Regions from separate parts of the Mus musculus genome. Here region 2 is linked to region 1. The links are chromatin contacts, called in public promoter capture Hi-C maps. All regions are on one chromosome and are shown on one strand. Each heading gives the region's core, a stretch centred on a gene start, on an enhancer-like site or on the middle of the called end of the contact. The rest is flanking DNA. Distances are from core to core; before and after follow the strand shown.

Region 1 (3,943 bases), core at 1,369-3,868:
AATCAGCCTCCGCTCCCATGTAGTACTGTTTTTCCTTAAAAAGAAAAAAAAGGCAAAATGTCCCCTAGGGAAGACAGATGCTGGGCTCTACTACAAGGGGGCATGCAGTGGAGAAACCCACAAGCCAACCCATTAATCAGGAACCACTTACCCTGGGTGTTGGCAGGTCCAGCACTCCATGCCCCATAGCCTGTGAAAAGATCATGTGTCAAGATTCTGTCCTACCTCAAGGAAATAAGAGTTCTGATAACACCCAAAGAGTCTAAAGAAGTGTCAGCTTACAACGAGGGAACGTAAATGTGATCCAGCGCACCTCCTCCAGCCTTTAAGAACTATCTCCACCCACAAATGCAAGCAAACCATCATACCTTACCTGGCTGAGCTGACATCAAAGCAAAAAAAAAAAAAAAAAAAAAAAAAAAAAGGGGGGGGGGGTGGCGGGAGGGAGGGAACCAAGTTTAGAGGACACAAAACACAGCATTAGGTCACAGTGCCCACTGTACTGGCCTAGCCGCCACATAAGCGGGAAAGCTCAGAGTGCTGCCAGTTATGCCACGAAACTGGGAAACAAGCTAGAAATTCGGTGACATAAACGTTAGGCTTTGCTTCCATGTAACTAAACACTCAACACCCCAGCTTTCAAGCCTCCCTCTGACCTTCTAAGTCACCCCCTACAACACTCCTTTGAACAGAAAGGGAATACATTCTCTTCATTTGTGTTTTTGGAGCCTAGCATATAGTCCGATACAGTGGCACAGTCCCAGGCTGTCGAATGACTTCACTTTGACAGTGTTAATGGTTAGTTCCCTTTCCAGAATATCCCAAAAGCCCCACTGTAACACAGTCCCTTAAATGTGCTGACAGGCACTCAGTACGGCCATACCTAACTGCTACTTAGAAACCAGGGAGGGGCTGGCCAGATGGTTCAGTGGTTAATCGCGCTGACTGCTCTTCCGAAGGTCCCGAGTTCAAATCCCAGCAACCACATGGTGGCTCACAACCATCCCTAACGAAATCTGATGCCCTCTTCTGGAATGTCTGAAAACAGCTACAGTGTACTTACATATAATAAATAAATCTTAAAAAAAAAAGATTCTTTTTCTTCTTCTTCTTCTTCTTCTTTTTTTTTTTTTTTTTTTTGGTTTTTTGAGACAGGGTTTCTCTGTAGCCCTAGCTGTCCTGGAACTCACTTTGTAGACCAGGCTGGCCTCAAACTCAGAAATCTGCCTGCTTCTGCCTCCCAAGTGCTTGGATTAAAGGCATTCGCCACCACGCCCGGCTAAAAAAATTCTTAGTTAAAAAAACAAAAAAACCAGGAAGGCTGCAAATACCCTAACTGTATCTGTAAAATTATTGGCTGGTAGAAAGTGGGAGTCACCATGAAGTTCCCTAGACCAAAGAAGTATAGCAGGGTTGTGACAGGTATCTATCTGGTGGAAAGGCTAAGAATGGAAGACATAGATCTAGGATCCCAAAGGCAAAGAGCACTAGGCTGATACCCAAGCACACGTGTTCATCACACCTCAGGCCTCTCTGGCAAGTCCAATTCTAGGGATCTTGTTACTCTGCTGCCTCTCAAGATCCCTTCCTTAGCCGCCAGAAGCCACTAACCACTCCCTGTGCCCACTTCCAACCCCATTCCACATGTTCCAACTATCTCCTGCGGGTAAATCTCCGTACAGAGTCAAGGCCTCCCAGGAGATTAAAAGCAGATAGCTCGAGAACCGACGCCTAATTACGAAAAGTTGCTGACATTTAGGTTAGGAAAGGCAACGTTCCCGCTTCCGCAGACCCCCGTAATGTTACAGTCCAGAATCCCAGCCCCTCAGGCAGCACACCTCCCACGAGCACCTCACGCCGCGTACACTGCAGAGACCCAGCCAGGTTTTCCCAAAAAGCTGCACCGGGTGTAGCCGCAGTGCACAGCTGGGCCGATCGCGCGCTGCCCGTAAGCCTTCAGAAAAGCGAGCCCGGGGACACGAGCTCTCAAGGACGACCTGCGGAGGATGAGCTGAGACTCTCTCCTCGCTACGGCCGCCGCAACCCAGCCGGACCTCAACCCCCTCCACCCCCCGCTTCCTCAGCGTTCGCTTTAGCCCCGCCCCTGGAGCCGCCATTTTGTGGCGTCTTCGGAAGAGAAGGCGGGACTGAGACCGCTCGGGTCCTGGGGTCCCGCAGCGATGAGAGCCACTCGGCTTGCACAGTGAAAGCGGTCCAGAACGCATCCAGAAACCGGCCACAGCGTCGGCCTTCGCGCCTCATCCGCACCCCCCGCCCCGAGTCCTACCGGCCAATCCACGCGCGGCGCTTCGGGAACGATTGCGCAGAGGCCCAATAAGGGAAGCGCGCGCGTCCGGGACAACTCCACACAGAACCGGGCTGCGGCAAGTGCGTTCCGGCTGCAGGCTAAGCCCGAATACCACATGCGCCAGGGTCTCCCGTGGTGAAGAAGAGCCCACACTAACCTCCGTAGCCTTGCTCCATGTCTGCGACGCGACCCGCCAGCAGATCCTTGTCTTAGATTCGCTCAGAACGCATGCGTTCAACGTGCTGTCTGCTACTGGAAGACGAAGAGCGTACGTCTCTTTCTGGGCGCTACCATTGGTTGCTCAAATGGGCCCGCCCCCGCCGATCCGCCCAGCCTTCCGGGTTGCAAATCTACAGCATCTCGGGAGTTGTGCCTCAAGGGTAAGCTAGTGCGCAAGAGCGTCCAGGTCCGCGCACGCGTGAGCGGTTCTAGCGCGTTTACCCGCGCGCAGGCGCACTTCTAGGGGCCCGCCCTCACCACAGCACAAACGAAGACCTCAGATGGGAAAGCACTTTATTAGGCTGGACTTCCAGCCTCGGCCACGGGAGCCCTGCCGGGTAAGGGTTATGGACCCCCACCGCCCTCCTCGTCGTCTTCCATGTCGAGGCCCGGGATCCCGCGGATCTGACACTGCAGCGCTCCGCCCAGCAAGGGTACAGGGCTCTCCTCCTCTTCTGGTGGTGGCGGAGGTGGCGGTGTTGTAGTCCCTGGGGCGGGCTCCAGGGGCACGGGGGGCTGTGCCGGCACGCCCTCTGTGAGCTCTGTCGCTTCGCTTGGTGCCCCTTCATCCAGAGCGCCAGCCTCCACCTCGTCTTGTTCCTTTTCCTCCTCTGGGTTGTCAGTGAAAGGATTCTCGCCCTGTAGAGATGGATAGAGACTTTAATGGGAGGTAGGAATCACTGGGATAGAATGGGGACCAGGCTCACACAAAGGTCAGGACTAGGACAGTGCTTTCGCCTTTGCCTCACCTTCAGATATCGCTCCAGCTTCTTGCTAATGAGCTTGTTGTTGAGAATACTGCGGGCCACCATAAGCGAGGACTTCTTGGACTGCTCCATCATAAGCTATGGGCAGGGCAGACAGGGCTGGTGAGGCTGCTCTAGGAATCCAACAAACCCAGCTGAGGTTCAGATTCACCAATAACTAGTCCTAGTGTCTGTAAGTGACCTTGGGCGTAATTCCAGTCAGTCTGGACAGGCATGCAAGGAACTAGGATTCGATCTGATCACCCACACCTTATTTGCTGTTTGAAACCTGATCTGCTTACATAGAAACTATAGTAAGTACTGGACTTAGTGGCACAGGCCATGTAACTCCAGGACATTAAAGTGGAAGGCCTACCTGGACTACAGAGTTTAACGGTTTACATGGTTTGACTATGTCTCAGAAAATAAAAGACGGCTGGGAGCTAGAGAGATGGCTCAGCGTAAAGGACTTGTTAGTATTTCAAAGACTCAGGTTCATTTTCTGCCACCTACAAGGTGGCTGACAACAATCTCTAATCTAGTTCCCAGGAATATGAAGCCCTCTTCTGGTTACCACAGGCACCAGGCATGTGAATAGTGAGCATATGTGCAGGCAAAACATACAAGAAAATAAAAAATAAAAAAATAAAACGTAAAAAGGGGGAGGGGG
Region 2 (3,944 bases), core at 710-3,209, 1.0 Mb after region 1:
GAGGTAAGCTCATTCATACCTCTCATAGCTACAAATGTTTACATACAAATGCAAAATAGGAGTAAAAACAAAATAAAACAAAAAGCAACCTGAAGATTAACATAAGAAAGAAGCCAGTCAGCAAAGGAAGATCTTAAGCCCTTTCTTACTGGGGCGCGCTCAAGAAAAGCTCCTGGTATATAAACTGGATGTTTTGCAAATGTCTCACAACATGTCATGGATCACATTTTCTCAGACTTTGTCTCTGGTGTAATCCTTCCGTGTATGAAACAAGACCCTGTAAATCAGGTCCCCTCTGAACTCAAATCCAAGTCTCAACACTTAGAAAATATGCTTTCCTTAACACCCTTGGCTTCCTCACTGTTTCTCTGATCTCCATGTTGAACTTAAAAGGCATCCTTTTGTTTTGTTTTCTCGCCTAACCACAAATGCCAATATTTAAAGCTTGCCTGCCCTGTTTTCTGCTTTCCCCCTCTCAACCTCAAAAACTCGATTAAATTTTCCTCTGGTTACCCTCCAAGTTCATCTTCAATTTAGAGCCAAAAAAGCTACCGCGGCTTCCCATACACACACTGAGAATTCAGAATGCCGAATAAATAGTTCAACTTAATGGCTCAAACACAAGGTCTTAGGAAAACAACAAAATGTCAGACTTAAGAGCAAAAGACAGCAAGAAGTAAAAAATAAGTTGAAAAATTATTGAAATTGACTCAAAGAATACACACAGTCAATGTCAATCTCAGAAATGGTTCTTTTAAAAAACAGTAAAATAGGCAAAACTGTAGTCAAGCTAACAAAAAAGAGGGAAGAGACAAATTAATAAAGTCATAAATTAGGGGAGGTTGCAAGAGACTAAAAAAAAAAAAGACAGGAAAAAAGAAAAGCAGTGGACCATTTGGTAGTATTTTGAAAAAAATACCCCCCACGAGGAAAAGAAATATATGCAAGAAATGGTTTGATTCTGAGTCGCATACAACAAGCTAAAATTAAATCAAGAGGATATAAACAACTTACGAATATTCATAACGATGAGATAGAAACAGATATAACCCTCTCATCCCTTCTGTTCAAGTCCACAGCCAAAGAATCTACCACGTTTTTGTTTGTTTTTACAATTAAATTATTCATCCCATCTCATGCTTTTTTTTTTACAGCCAGCAATGCTAGAAGAAAAAAAAAATTCCCCCAAATTTCACCTGTGCCTAGACAATTAATTGCCCAATTGGTTGGTGAATCCAAACAATTTTGAAGCAAATTGAAAATCCTCTCTTCCTTGCAAGCCGGAGCATTCCTCCCACTCTCAGCCCAGAGGGAGCAAACAAATCCTCCTGCATTAACGCTAACAGCAAAAACCAGGATGCGGGATAGGTTTACAGTTCATTGGTAAAAGGATTGCCTAGAATGAGCAAAGCCTGAGGTTCGATGCCCACGAAGGAAGGAAGGAAGGAAGGAAGGAAGGAACGAACAGCGTTTATCAAAGCCCCTCACAACAGTCTAAATGCTACAGAGCATCACGCCAACTCGCCAGCGATGCAGTCTGGAGAGGCGCTGTCTCACCCGAGAGCACAGCGGACTAGAAGACACTGCTTCAGAAGGGGGGCGGGGCAGGGCAGGGCCGGACCGACAGGACCAGACCCCAGGCTCCCCGCTGCCTGCTCTGCACGGAATTAAAACGCACGTGGGTGAGAGGGCGCGGGTGACAGACTCCTGCACAGAATCAGGCGAACGTCAGTGCCGCGGCACCACACAGGGACAAAGCCTCCGCGATGTCACCAACGTGCCACGCACGACTCCAGGAACACAGGGCACACTCACCATTTCCTGATTTCACACGCGAGCAGTGTGCTTCCTAAAGGGCCTACAATCAGCAGAAGGGACAGCGACTCAGGCCAAGTCACCACCTGCCTCCCTGGAGCTACACAGGACTCAAACAGGGCGGCAATGGCGGCACCCTCTGACTATCCATGCTCCTCATTGGGCAGTTCATGCAGGAAAGTAACAACGTCCCTGATTGGTGAACGGTACCGACCCGCCTCTTTAACTCTTTTCAGCGCGTTTAAATGGAACTCACCCGGCAAACTGACTACAGAACCTCCCTAACTCTGGCTCCCCCAAACCCCTGGAGTAAACCCGGAGTATATTTGGTGTCATTCTATTTAAAGAGAATATACTTCGGGGTTTTTAGAGCACACATTTAGTTCTTCGTGTGAGTTCCTCGTGCCTTTCCGCTTACTCACACTACTTTTTTTGTGAACATTCAGGACTCAGTGACATTAGGACAAAGCCAATGACACACATCCCTACCTCCAGTTTTAGCGATAGAGGCTTGGCCGGCTTTTTACGTGGGTTCTGGGGATCCAAACGCAGATCCTCATGAAGGATAATCAGGCATTTTACCAACCAACCCATCTCACCAGCGCTTCTTTGGGCTTGTACTATAGGTGGTCATTACGCTGCTTACTGTACAGTGTTTGGGTTTTATAACGTACAGAGAATGCTGAATTCAGAATATATCTTCAACATGAAGAACTTGTGCGGTGGTTAAGATTAGAGATGCATTTCACCAAACTCCTAGAAATAGTGTTTGTGGATTTGGTTTATTTCGGCTAGAACTTCAATGTGGCTGTAGAATACACTGTCCCACTTCTGAATATTAAGATGTGGAGCACTTGTTACTCTTACAGAGGCCCTGGGATTGCTTTCAATCATCCACACGATCGTTTGAAAACATCTTAACTCCAAGAGCTTCATCACCTTTTTAATTCACAGGCACCAGGTTCTCACATGGTGCACATACATACATTCATACACATATAAAAATAATCTTAAAATTTTAAAAGAAGTATATATGAAACCAGATATAGGAGAAAGAGTCATTATAACTTTTAAGAGAGAATGTAAATTAATACAGACACAAAAATAAAGTATGAAGATTTCTAAGAACAAACAAACAAAAACAACTTAAAATTGTTTAGCATGGTGGTACAGACCTTTAATTACAGGACTTTGGAGGCAAGAAGTTAAAGGTCATTGTGAAGAAAAGGAAGAGGAAGAGGAGGAGGAGGAAGAGGAAGAGGAGGAGGAGGAGAGAGAAAGAAGGAAGGAAGGAAGGAAGGAAGGAAGGAAGGAAGGAAGGAAGGAAGGAAGGAAAGAGAGTTCCAGGACAGCCAGGGACACACAGAAACCATTCTGAAAACAAACAAACAAACAAACAAAACCTCAAAACTAAAGGTCACAAACTAAAACCAGCACCCTTTGCTAGGAAAGAGAAAGGAAAGAATTTTACTATACATAAGAAATGAATGGACATGGACTGGAGAGATGGCTCAGAAGTTAAGAGCACTGGCTGCTCTTCCAGAGGTCCTGAGTTCAACTTATAGCCATCACACAGTGGTTCATGACTATCTATAATAGGATCTGGTGCTGTCTTGTGGCCTGTAAGCATATATGCATACATACTGTATACACAATAAATAAATCTTAAAGAGAAATGCACATTAATGTTTATTATAGCACTGCTCAAAAATAGCTAAGCTCTGAAATCTGCCAAGATCTTGTTAAGACACAAATAAAGAGAATATAGTGTATGTATGTAGGCATAATTTTTTCAGCCTATTTTATTTTTATTGGTTATTTTATTTATTTATATATCAAATGTTATTCCCCTTCCCAGTTTCCCCTCCACAAGCCCCCTATCCCCTTCTCTCTCCCCTTGCCTCTATGAGGTTTCTCCCCCACCTGCCCACCCACTCCTGCCTCAGTGCTCTAGCATTTCCCTATCCTGGGCCACCAAGACTCCACAGGACCAAGGGGCTCCCCTCCCAGTGATGCCAGATAAGGCAATCCTCTGCTACATATCCATCTGGAGCCATGGTTACTCTTTGGTTGGTGGTTTTGTCCCTGGGAGCTTGGGGTGGGGTGCTGGTTGGTTGATATTGTTGTTC

The links. Promoter capture Hi-C pulls out the DNA fragments that hold promoters and counts their contacts.
Region 2: a promoter capture Hi-C map of liver shows a contact between it and region 1, with 2.2 times the contacts expected there. The contact joins the promoter of Zfp81 here to the promoter of Akap8 in region 1. A contact is called at or near these places in 1 of 39 promoter capture datasets (liver) and 1 of 115 datasets of contacts at active chromatin or transcription factors (embryonic forebrain).

The regions. Positions count from the first base shown.
Region 1 is chr17:32,318,620-32,322,562 of GRCm38.p6, forward strand. Akap8 (A kinase (PRKA) anchor protein 8) reads right to left here and starts at 2,619. Exons shown (of 14, transcript NM_019774.5): 1 at 2,466-2,619; 2 at 152-190. The coding sequence starts at 2,484. It overlaps Akap8l (A kinase (PRKA) anchor protein 8-like), which reads right to left. Exons shown (of 14, transcript NM_017476.2): 13 at 3,277-3,372; 14 at 2,805-3,166. The coding sequence ends at 2,873.
Region 2 is chr17:33,356,919-33,360,862 of GRCm38.p6, forward strand. It overlaps Zfp81 (zinc finger protein 81), which reads right to left and starts at 1,960. Exons shown (of 4, transcript NM_207541.1): 1 at 1,816-1,960. The coding sequence starts at 1,818.